2 separate regions of the Mus musculus genome follow, and region 2 is linked to region 1. Evidence: chromatin contacts called from public HiChIP or PLAC-seq data. All regions are on one chromosome and are shown on one strand. The core of a region is the stretch at or near the end of the contact, and the rest is flanking DNA. Distances in the headings are between cores, read along the strand shown.

The links. HiChIP or PLAC-seq counts read pairs in DNA pulled down with a chosen protein or histone mark.
Region 2: an H3K4me3 HiChIP or PLAC-seq map of embryonic stem cells shows a contact between it and region 1, with 25 read pairs. The contact joins the enhancer-like site here to the promoter of Ccdc130 in region 1. A contact is called at or near these places in 1 of 39 promoter capture datasets (cranial neural crest), 1 of 15 datasets of contacts at CTCF or cohesin (large pre-B cells), 23 of 484 Hi-C or Micro-C datasets (the AML12 cell line, the C2C12 cell line, MC3T3-E1-derived osteoblasts and 10 more), 7 of 115 datasets of contacts at active chromatin or transcription factors (bone marrow-derived macrophages, embryonic fibroblasts, embryonic stem cells and 1 more) and 2 of 9 other capture datasets (macrophages and pancreatic islet).

Annotation. Positions count from the first base shown.
Region 1 is chr8:84,268,760-84,274,678 of GRCm38.p6, forward strand. Ccdc130 (coiled-coil domain containing 130) reads right to left here and starts at 1,643. Exons shown (of 10, transcript NM_026350.3): 1 at 1,583-1,643.
Region 2 is chr8:84,497,229-84,503,069 of GRCm38.p6, forward strand. All of the region lies in intron 3 of Cacna1a (calcium channel, voltage-dependent, P/Q type, alpha 1A subunit), which reads left to right. Among named protein-coding and RNA genes, the nearest start is that of Cacna1a, 85 kb to the left of the region's middle. Within about 2 kb of position 4,548, at least 126 of the 459 cell types and tissues checked have an H3K27ac peak or open chromatin away from gene starts, as enhancers often do. A contact at or near this core is called in the AML12 cell line, the C2C12 cell line, bone marrow-derived macrophages and 7 more, where this site is marked.

The DNA of each region.
Region 1 (5,919 bases), core at 393-2,892:
CCATTGTGTGCAGGTCAGAGGAGGAGTTAACTCTCTCCTTCCCCCACATGGGGGATGGAACTCAGATAGCCAGGCTTGGTGTCAGTGTCTTCACCTACTGAGTCATCATCACACGTCCTGACCCAGATACCTTTGGTGGCCAAGTACTTCAATGCCCAGCCAGGTTTGCGAGGCACAGCTACCTGAGTTTAAATTCAAGCTCCATTCTTTACCAGCTGCGGACCTGGGTCTGACTGTTGTGGAGTGCCTGCTCATCGCCTGTCAGAAGAGAATACAGACCAGGGAGTGATGGTGTATGCCTTTAATCCCAGCATTCGGGGTGTGTGTGTGTGTGTGGAACCAGGAGGGTACACACTGAGTTCGAGACCAGTATGGTCCACAAAGCCAAGTTCCAAGCTAGCCAGAACCAGACAGGAAGACCCTGTCTCAAAAAGCAAAATCAAAACAAACAAAAATTAAAAACAGAGGGAAATGGGAGCGGGAGTGACTCTGGGGTTTGCTATAATGAAAAAGTGTATGGGCTGGTAGTGTGGACACCCAGCTTGAAGTGCTATGTGCTTGGGGTCTGCTTTACAATGTTGAACATGTTTGTTTTGGAGACATGCCTTTCTGTGTAATCCCGGCTGGCCTAGTACTCCAGATCTTCCAGCCTCAGCTTCTGAAGTCTTAAATGGCTAATCACCACAGGTAGTATCACAGCCAGATTACACCCAGTCTGCTCAGGTGGATGCACAGGGGCTCTTCTGTGCCAAGGGTCATTCCTGACCTCAAATGCCACAGCAGACCACAGCTTGGGCATCAATCTCCTCTCTGCTGCTTCCTAGCTGCCTGACTCTGGGCCAGGGGCTACCTGGATCCCAGTTTCTCCATTTGGGGAAAAAAAAAAGTTTTCTAAAGGATTCAGCCGCTGAGACTGCCTTTGGGAGTCATGACAGGTGTTAAGTATTGAGAAGAACAGGCATGGGACAAAGAAAAGTGACAATTTCAAATTTCTCCTACTTACTAACAACTATAAAAAATATTTTTGTTATGTGTATGTGTGTGCAGAAGTGAGTTCAGGTGACCGGAAAGGGTAGAGGGTTGGATTCTCTGGAGATACAGGCAGCTGTGAGCTCTGGGAACTGAACCCTGGTCCTCTGCTAGAGAGCAGGTCAAGTTCTTAACCGCGGAGCCACCTCGCCAGCCCCTTACAAATTACATTTATTTGTTCTGCGTGTGTTGGCAGAGTGTGCAACGAAGTGAGAATGTAGATCAGAGAACAGCCTACAAGAATCGATTCTTTCAACATGCTCAGGGGTCGAACTCTCATGTTGTCAGGTTTGGCCACAAGCGCCACTACCAGCTAAGCCACCTTGCCGGCCCCCAAGCTACTGTTCCCAAGCACTATGTTTCAATTCAGGCTAGGAGGGCTCATCTTCAGCATGAAGACGCCTAGAGGTGCCATTGGCCTAAAACGGAGGCTGGGCCCTGGGAACCCGCTCGCGTCCGCAGATACAGCATCTCCCGTGCCAGGACGCAGTGGTGGGATTGAGGACCTGCCACCCCCGTTGCCGTCGCGGACCGGTCCTCACCCCGTACCTACCTGCCCTCTCCCTGACGTCACGCCTCCACCAGCCCGGAAGCACACCCGGAGCCAGGAACCCGCAGAGCGCCCGCCTCTGCGGCCCAAAAGCGCCTGCGCAAGCTGGAGCGAGGCACTTTCGTCATCTTGATTGGCTGAGGCTATTGCAGACTGACCAATTCAGGCCTGTCTAGCCGTTAGAAGCCCCGCCCACCGGGAGTGGTCCAATTGGAGATGGCTTCCTCCCGGAAGATCTACTTTGGCACCGCCCAGCCCTCCCTGGCGGTTGCGTTTTCGAAGGAGCTGATTCGTCATTTTTAAGCTTTGATTTGACTGACGTTTGAGACCGGTTTTCTTGTATCCCAGTTTGACCCTGCATCTCATTATATTGCTGAAGATGACTCTGAATTTCTGACTCGCCTTGTGATATCCAAGTAGTGGGATTACCAATACAGCCCAGGCTATTTATTTATGGATTTTAAAAAATTATGTTTATGACCAGACGTGGTGGCCAACACCTTTAATCCCAACACTCTGGAGGCAGAGGCAGGTAGTCTACATAATCAAAGGCCTGTCAGGAGTACACTGTCTCAAAAAAATACATATGTATGTGTGTGGGTGAGTGCTAGTGTGCCACGACTGAGGGAAGTAGAGTCAGAGGGATATTTGTAGGTCTCTGGGCAAGTATGTGGTGCATACATATATGCAGCCAAAACACCTGTTCAGGTAAATAAATCTTAAAAGTACAAAGCAATGCCGGACGTGGTGGCTCACGCCTTTAATCCCAGCACTTGGGAGGCAGAGGCAGGTGGATTTCTGAGTTCGAGGCCAGCCTGATCTACAAAGTGAGTTCCAGGACAGTCAGGGCTATACAGAGAAACCCTGTCTCAAAAAACAAAACAAAACAAAAACCCAAAACAAAAAGTACAAAGCAAAGCCGGGGGACGGTGGCACACGCCTTTAATCGCAGCACTAGAGAGGCAGAGGCAGGTGGATCTCTGAATCTACAGAGTGAGTTCCAGGACAGCCAGGGCTACAGAGAGAAACCCTGACTCGAAAAAAATCTGCCCCCCCACCCCCACCAAAAAAGTAGAAAGCAGAAAAAAAGAGGTTTATTCAATGGTGGCACTTTAGAAAGCGATTCGGGGAAGGGACACTCTTAAGTTCTGGTGTGAGATCATGGTTTAAAGGTACAAGGATCTCACATCTAAGCAGTCTTGGTCAAGGTGTGGTCCCGCCCACCATTGACCCACCATTGTCTGGGCTTCAGTCTCATCCTGTAAGTTGGTCTGCAAAACCTAGAACTGGGTGAAATCTCTTTCCAGAAGACTTTCTCTTCCCCCTCTGGCTGGCGCCCTTTCTTTTGCCCACCATGAGATTCCTGGGGAAATTCCCATTTCTTTGGAGTTCATTATTTTATGGTCTGATAGATTGAGAGATGTGGGGACGAGTCTCTCTAGATATCTTCATTTCTGCCAGGTCTATTAAAAAATAAAAGGTTAGTAACATGGAAGATTCTTGAAGGCCCCTGAGCTCAGCTTTATATAAAGAGTCAATGACAGGGCGAGGGGACTCACAGTGTGAGCAGAGACTCTAGGGCCTGCTTTTGAGTCAACCCTTCTTATAAGCAACCCTGACACACACTCCTGTTTATAACCCTGGTAGGATGTCGTTTGTAGGACATCAGACTTCAGTGCAATGGTTACTTTGGTCTGTGTGGGTTCTCTTTCAAGGATGAGTAGATGTCTGTGTGCTGTATCCTCCCAGGAAAAAGTCTGTGGCAGTGAGAGAGGGGGAACCGCGAATTCAGAGATGACTTGGGAGGAGTGAGTTAGCCAGGCATGCATGAAGCTAACCCTCCTGAGGGGAGCATCAGAGGAGGCATTTCCGAAAAGCCGATAAGCCGGCCTTTCCTGTAGGGTGTTAGTGTACTTTATGCTGTAGCAGCAGTAGCAGGGTTCTTGTTATGGGTGTGAGCAACTAAGGCTGAGCTATCAGGAGTTGGAGCGTCCGTGGGAGGAATCCCAGGATGACAGTCTTTGTGTGGTCAGGTCCAGAAAAAGTCCATTTCCCCAAATTCCAAAAGTCAGAGGCACAAATGACTGTTTGTGGTGCCTATTACCACACCAAAGTACATGCTGGCCTCCAGGCTCCCTGAGTACCACAAGTGCCTGTTACACGTGTCCACCCTGGCCCTTATCATCTCTTCCCCAACCCTAAACTCTCCCCAGCTCACAGGCTTCCCCACCCCTAGCCAGTCTTTCTCCTTATAATATTGCTATTTCAGCTATACTCCCAGTCTCCCTCTCTCCCCCGTCTCTCTCCCCCACCTCTTTCTTTCTCTCTGTGTGGGTTTCTATCTCTGTCTTGAGACAATCTGACTCCATGGCAGGCTTCAAATTAGCAGTTAAGGAGAGTAGGCCTAAATCTCTGTCTCCAAGAACTGGCCAATTCCAGGCAAGTCCAGGCCTCAGAAGCTGCCCTGCCACCTGGCCTGGCCTGAGGCAAGGACAATGGGTCAGCAGCAGTTTCCAGACTTCCTCAACAAGTTTCCAGCCCTCACACCCTGGTAATGGAATGTCAGTAGAGACGGACCCAACAGATTAACATGGAGGTCACCTACCCCAAAATTCCCTAATGTGCTTTAAATCAGACCTGAGAGCTCACTTGGTTGTCTCTCTGTCTTGGTAATGGGAGACCCCAGCATGCTAGACTTCTACAGAATAAAACAGTCTTTGCGTTTACGTACTATTTGAGTCCTGGATATCATTCTTTGGTGAATCATGGGCCCTTACAGTCTCTCTGCTCTGCTCCTGCTTCTCTCATGGTCAGGTCCAGTCTATTTTTCTTTCTGCCCTTCTCATCCTCTCATCTCTGCAGTGAAACACTTTCCCTTAACCATAGCATAAAGCACTCATGTTGTCAGTTCCCACAGCACAGGGTGGTAATGCCTGCTTGGTGAGTGGGGTCCACCTTATGAGTTTTGGGATTCCCTGAGAATAGTTAAGTATCCAGGAAAAAAGTTTCCATCTAAGAGTGCATGCCAGGGTTCCCTGCTGCTGCTGTGTGTAGTGAGAAAAGTATCTGAGGCTGAGACAGCAGCCCACTAGGAATCTGCTTGTGTAAAGGCAGAGTTACAAGAGAGGGAGATTTGGCGAGCATCATCCATGCCAGCCTCTGGTTTGGCATGCAAATTAGGTCGCAGCCCTGTTTTGAGTTTCTGTCCTCACTTCCTTTGATAATGAACTAATGATGTGCAAGTGTAAGCCAAATAACCCTTTCCTCCCCAAGTTGCGTTTGGTTCTGGTGTTTTATCACAACAAGAGTAACTGTAACTCAGACAGTCACGGTGTTTATCACAGCAATAGAACCTTTGGCTAAGACAGATGGCTCAGTGGTCATGTGCACTTAGCGCTCTTGCAGAGGGCCTGATTCAGCTTCCAGAACCCATATTAGGCAGCTCCCAACTGACCATAACTCTAGTTCCAAGGGATTTAACACCTTCTGGCCTCTGTGGACACCTGTACACTTGTGGTGACATAAACTCACACAGACACAGACAGATGTACATAAGTCAAAATAAATTAGAAATACTTAAAAACGAAATAAAGCTTAGAAGGGGAGGTTGGTCCGTGTGAGCGGGTCACACTCCATCAGCGCTGCCTCTAAAACTGGAAGCGAGCTGGGATGATGGTGCCTGCCTGACATCAAGAGTCCACCTTTCTCACCAGCCTCATTTTGAAGAAAATTTGGCTTTGCAAAACTTCTTGTTGCCTTTTAATTATTTAATTGGCAAAGAAATTAAACCATTTTCTGCCCCTTTAAATGGCAGCACCACCTCCTCATGTTCCCCTTCTGTTGCTCAGTCTGCTCTGAATCAGCATATGGGTTGTTCTATTGATGGGGGCCAAGCTCTGTGGCCCAGACACTGTCCTGACCCCCGCCCTGAATGTTGCTGCACACAGAACCACATCCTCAATACAGGACTTTGAGGTCAGTGCATTTCAGTCCAGACTACAGCTACTATGTGTCCTTGTTTCAAAACACACCAAGGGACTGAGAGAGGTCAAGATATGCTTGCCAGCACCAGGGGCTCACACCTGCCAGTAGCCCCAGCTCTCATGGGGATCCGACACCCCTGCTTTCTCACAGCATCTACACATATGCACACATGCCCACACAAAGACACAGATACGCATGATTAAATCTAAAACGAGACTATGGTGGCCAGCTTCCTCAGAGACCGCATGGAAGCATCTAGCATGGATCTTAGTAACTTGTGTCTGGCAGAAGCAACGTAAGGAAAGTAGGGCTTTTAATTTTGCGTGACTTGGGTTTTGTTTGCTAGTCTTACTTTT
Region 2 (5,841 bases), core at 3,298-5,797, 230 kb after region 1:
CTTATCTTGAAAAAAAAAATCTAACCCAGCCTGGGATGAGGACCAGTCAGTAGAGTGCTCACCTGCCAACACGAGGCCTGAGTTCCATCCCCAGCAACAACAATAGACCAGGCATGGTGGTGCACACTGTAACCCCAGAATTCCAAAGGTTCAGGCAGGAGGGCCATTCTCAAGCCTAGCCTGGGCTACATGAGATCCTGTCTGAAGAAAAGCCACACACAACTCCCAAAAGTGGAAACATGTTTGTCTGAGCAGAAGGCCTCTGAGGTGTGCAGAGGAAACACTTCTGTAGCCACACTTGGTTGCCCTGAGTTTTGTGTCATCTCTGTGGGGTTTTGCCCTCAGCGTAGAGCAGCATGCCCCTTGGATGCTAGGTGCCCTGGATTCCTGAACAGTGCTGGTGGTGAGGCCTGGTTCTTTGACGGTAGTGTGAGAGTGTGCTGTAGGGGGCAGGGGCACCAGGCGGCTGGGACACTAGATTTATACAGAAAACAGTATGTGTGCTCTCCTGTGCTACGCTCAAACTGGTGTGTGTCCTGCGTGTGTCAGGTCCCGAGAGAAGCAAATGGAAGGGAAATCCCTGAAGGCCTTGGGGACCAGACAATGCTTGAGGGACGCTGGCTGTGTCTGAAAGCCCAGAGGAGCCACAGAAGGATCTGGGCCAACGTCCATGAAGTCAGATCATGTTAAAAGCCCTCATTTTGTCAGACTTTTTGTGAGCATTAAAATGGGTGCGAATGTGTAAAGCTCAGAATGTTCCAGAACATTCCAGAAGAGAAGCACTGAGTACAAATCAGCATTGACCATAATGAGTCACCTCACAACATTTCAGCCAGTGATGAGGTTTGCATACGATGGGATTGGTCCCATGAGGGTGTTGATACTACTTAAATATTCCTACCTGGCTGGGGTGGGGTTCAGCAACAAAGCCTGCCTTGAGTGTGAGGGACTTCAATTATATCTCAGTGCCTGGGGAGGAAGGAGAAAGGAAAAGATGGAGCTACAGTTAGTAGGGAGGCTGAAGCAGGAGGATTGAAAGTATTGGGAGCTAATGAAATCCTGTCTTAAAATACTAAGTATCAAAACGACTGACTGGGAGCTAGTTTTGTCTGCACAAATCTGTAACTCGGAGACTCAGGAGGCAGAGGCAGGGCAGGGGTGGTAGTGCACGCCTGTAATCTCAGTAGCTTGGGAGGCTGGAACAGGATTGAGAGTCCAAGGCCAACATCCTGGGTGTCAGGCTACCCTGTGGGAGCACGGTCATTGTGAGGAGGCAGAGGCAGGAAGATCATGAGTTTCAGGGTAGCCTGGGGTACATGAAGCCGACTCAGAATCAGAGGGAGAAGCTGGGGTGTAACTCAATGGTAGAGCACGTACCTAGCTTACACAAGCCCGGAACTCAGTTCTTAGTAAGAATGGGCTTCCTTAGGCCTAGTAACTTCTTAATCCTCTGACACTGGTGTGCTCCAGCCTCACTGCTCATACATCGGTCATACATGTGGTACTCTGACACATCACCATAGTAACAGAGTTTGCTTCTGGCTCGCATATTTACCGAATACATTAGCCTTCTATCCGAGTCACAAAATACCCCAGATAACCAAGGTACGAAGAAGAAAAGTTTATTGAAGTTCACAGTTTTGGAAGTTTCTGGTAAGACAGGAGATCATGGAAGGTGGAGCATGACCAGGTCCCTCATAGCCACTAGGAAGAAGAGAGAAGGAAGGAGGAGGCTGGGGGGGGAGGTCAGTATTGCACAGTTCCTGGTGCCCACGCCTCCTCCCACCAGGGCCCCCCACCTCCTGGAGGTTTTACCACCTCTCCTGCTGCCAACATGCAGATTGGCGCTTCTGCTCGGTGAGATCCCAGACCAAGCCCATCTTCCCTCCATCAGAAAGGAGGCTCCCCCAGCTCAATGGCCAGATTGTGGGATGAGTGGATAAAAGAATCCCAGAGACATCTCAGGGCAGGTCTCACTGAGGGAATGGTTGCGTTGTCTGGTCAGAAGGGAAAAAGGGCTCTCAGCAGGTACATCACTGTCCATTTAAAAACCTTATCAAGGACCTTTGAGAATGTGCTGGCTAAAACTAGCCACATGGACAGGTACAGCCAAAGATCTCTCCGCACGTGGGGGTGGCCCACATGGAGGTGGAAGGACAACTTGGTAAGAGTTGGGGTCTCTCCTTCTGCCATGTGGGTCTCAGAGTCTAAATTCCAGTCACCAGGCTTCGCACCGTGCACGAGAGAGCTGTGGGTTTTTCCTGTCTGGCTGTGCATGGGATCCAGGGCCTCACCTAGGCTAGCAGGCTCTCTGCCACCGAGCCACACTCCCAGCCTTAGAAACCAACTTCAGTTTTATTACATGTGTGTTCTCTGTGTGTACCAGCCAGGCATTGACAAAGGGCGTCTTCTTAGATCCCTCTCTCCTTGTTTGTTAAGACAGGGTCTCTTAAAGCATCTGTTACTCACCTAGCTAGGGCCGGCTGGACAGCAAGCTCGGACATTCATTTGTCTGTGTCTCATGAGTGCTGGACTTACAGACCCACATCACTACTGTGGCTTTTCACAGGGTGCTGGGGACCCAAACTTAGGTTCCGATGCTTGCAAGAAAGACCTTTTAACCCACTGAGCCATCTCCCCAGCCCAGAAATCACATTTGTTACAAGTTTTTAAATTACATCACTGTGTGGTGTGTGTGTGTGTGTGTGTGTGTGTGTGTGTGTGTGTGTGTGTGTGTGTATACACTCACGTGTGCCTATGTCATGATGCACATGGTACACATGCAGTCAGAGTATGCTTTGTCTCTGTCAGTCTCCTCTTTCTACCATGTGGGTTCCTTCCAGGGATGGAACTCAGGTCATCAGATTTGGCAGCAGGCACCTTCACCCACTGAGCCATGCCCCTAGTCCCTCAGAAATCACCTTCCGCCGGGCGTGGTGGTGCACTCCTTTAATCCCAGCACTCGGGAGGCAGAGGCAGGCAGATTTCTGAGTTCGAAGCCAGCCTGGTCTACAAAGTGAGTTCCAGGACAGCCAGGGCTATACAGAGAAACCCTGTCTCAAAAAACAAACAAAAAAAAAAAGAAGAAGAGGAAGAAGAAGAAAGAGAGAGAGAGAGAGAGAGACAGAGAGAGAGAGAGAGAGAAAGAAAAAGAAAGAAAGAAAGAAAGAAAGAAAGAAAGAAAGAAAGAAAGAAAGAAAGAAAGAAAGAAAGAAAAGAAATCACCTTCTAAAATGTGATTGGTGATGGGTACGATGAGGTGAAGTGGGGTGTGGCTCCACACAGCCATGCAGGGTCCCTCGGATGGAGGCTGCACCTCCTCCAAAATGTGGCTTGAAGCTTGGGACTAAGAACTGCATTCATCAGGCAGGAGGGGAGAAGAGAGAACTTAGTGGTGGTTGTGGGCAGGGGCAGGCTCCTGTGGGTCCAGCTGTACCACAGACGTGGGGTTCCTTTCCATCCCCCTGCAGCAGGGAGTGCCAGGCTGCCACTGTGTCTTCGCTTGAGCCCTTTGTGTGCACGGGCTCCACCTCTGCCACTTCAACCAGCAGAAGTGAAAAATGTCACAAGGGAAAAGCCCAGCTCCAGCCCAGCAAGATGGCTCAGTGGGTTAAGGTGCTTGCTGCTAAACCTAATGACCTGAGTTCACTTCTGGGATATAAATGGTAGGAAGAGAGAATCAACTCCTGCAAGGTGTCCTGATGTGTGTATGTGCACATGCACATGCGCATACACACACACACACACACACACACACACACACACACACACACACACACACACACACTTAATGCATGTCTTGAGTATGTGGTCGTCTGAGACTCAGCTCTCAGTAGGGTATGTCTTTCTACCTTCCCAGGGACAGGGTGAAGCAGGACCTATTGGACTGTTGTCCCTCTGCACTGGCTGTTGACGGGTACCATGTGTGTCCACCCCCAACCCCCATTCCTGTTTACTTTTTACCTTAAAACAGAATTTTACTAAGTCATCCGAGGTTGGCCTTGAACTTTGCTCAGTCAGCCTTTGAATTTGTGATCCTCCTGCCTCCAATTCTCAAGTAGGAGTAGCTCAGACTATAGGCCTGTACCACCAGTCCCAGCTTGGGTACCGTGTCATGAAGCCCCACCCCCACCCCCACCCCCGAGATCAGCACTTCCGGAATATTCTTCCCACCTAGTGGTGGTCACTTCCTGTTGCTCGCTACAGAACAGGGCTATCACACAGAAATCTAAAGAGACTAATGGGCTTTGGGGATGGTATGGAGTAGGGAGATGAGAGTTGACATCTGCTTCTTAGGGGTGCCTTAATAAAGAGCCTGCCATCCTTGAAGTGGGCAAGACCCAAAGTGCCAAAGCTCCTCGGAAAAGCTGGGCAGACATGAGAATCGCTGTGCTCAGCACAGGGCTGGCTAACAGACCTTGAGGGAGGGGCTAGGAAACTATTTTTTGCTAACCCAAGAACTAAAGCAGCTCTCGCTGACGACGCTTCTCAGGCAGAGCCGCACACCTCTCTCCCTTCTCTTCCCCATTTTCTGATCTGTACTTTGCTGACTCATGCCTTAGAGCTGGAAGGAGGGGGAGCCAGACTGGCTCATTGACCTTTTTTCCCCCTCTCTTTAGTGACTCAGCTGTGATTCACATTTTAATTAATGTGTGGTGGGGGTGGGGCCTGCAGGGACCAGGGACAGTCTATCCAGTTGCACCTTACCCCGGTTCGGGTACAAGAATCAGACCTGAAAGAAGTGGGTGGCCCGAATGTACTATGAATCCCTCCTGATTCTGGGCCCCCACTGGGACGCCAAGATCCAGGGCAAGTGAATCTCTACGCAGAGCTGCAGTTTGGAAAGTTAGTCTGAGGTCAGGATGGAACCAGGCCGGAGCTCTCCTGGGACAGCTAAGGATCATGGGAATGTGCTGTCATTTCCTGGGCTGCTTTTTGGCTAGCAGCTGGGGTCCTCATCTGGCCTCCTTCCTCTGGGCTGGAAACTTGTCAGAGCCAATCACAGGCAGCTTTACTCAGAAAAAGAGAATGATAACAGCCAATCACAGTCAGCTTTGCTCAGAGAATGAGAAAAGTCCCATTTGGCCGCTCCCTGGGTCTGATCAGCACTTTTCCTGAACAATCAAGTGTAAGCCTCACTCCTTATACCAGGAGGAATACTTTTTATATCCTTCTCCATCCTCCTGAGAAGGAAACTGAGGCTGGGTTTCCAGTGGGGACAATTGAGAAAAAATAGGGACGGAAGGAGCTGGGGATGGCTCAGTTGATAAAGTGCTTGCTGGGTAAACATAAAGACCTGCGTTCCATCCTGTTCGTGTGCAAGTGACCGTGTGTGTGTGTGTGTGTGTGTGTGTGCACACGCGCGCGTGTGCGCTTCTGGCTCTCTCTGTCTGCCAACACACACAGGTCTTGGAGGTCAAAGGATAGCTTGGGTCCTCAGGCCTGGCACCTTTTCCCACAGAGCCCATCTTTTTTACTGGATGGGTAATGTTCCACTGTACACAGGAAACACAGTTCCATGAGGTGTATTCTAGATTTGCTGCAGTTTTCTTCATACTGAGGTAGGACCCAGGCTCTTTTGTCCTTTTGGCTCTGCGCCCTCAGCCCACAGCGCCATCTCCCTGTCCCTCTGTAGTCATCTACAAGCAAGAGGAAAAGCGTCCAAAAGCACTGAGAAGTGTTTCTGTCCTGGACAGAAAGCAGTCCACAGCATATCCCACCCCAAACTGCCAGCACTTCCAGCTCAGCATCCAGGAGACGGGGAAAGACCCAGCCTCTGCCAGGCCCTCCCTGGGGCACCCACTTCACACCCTAACCTCTGGTCAGGGGCAGCTGGATTCT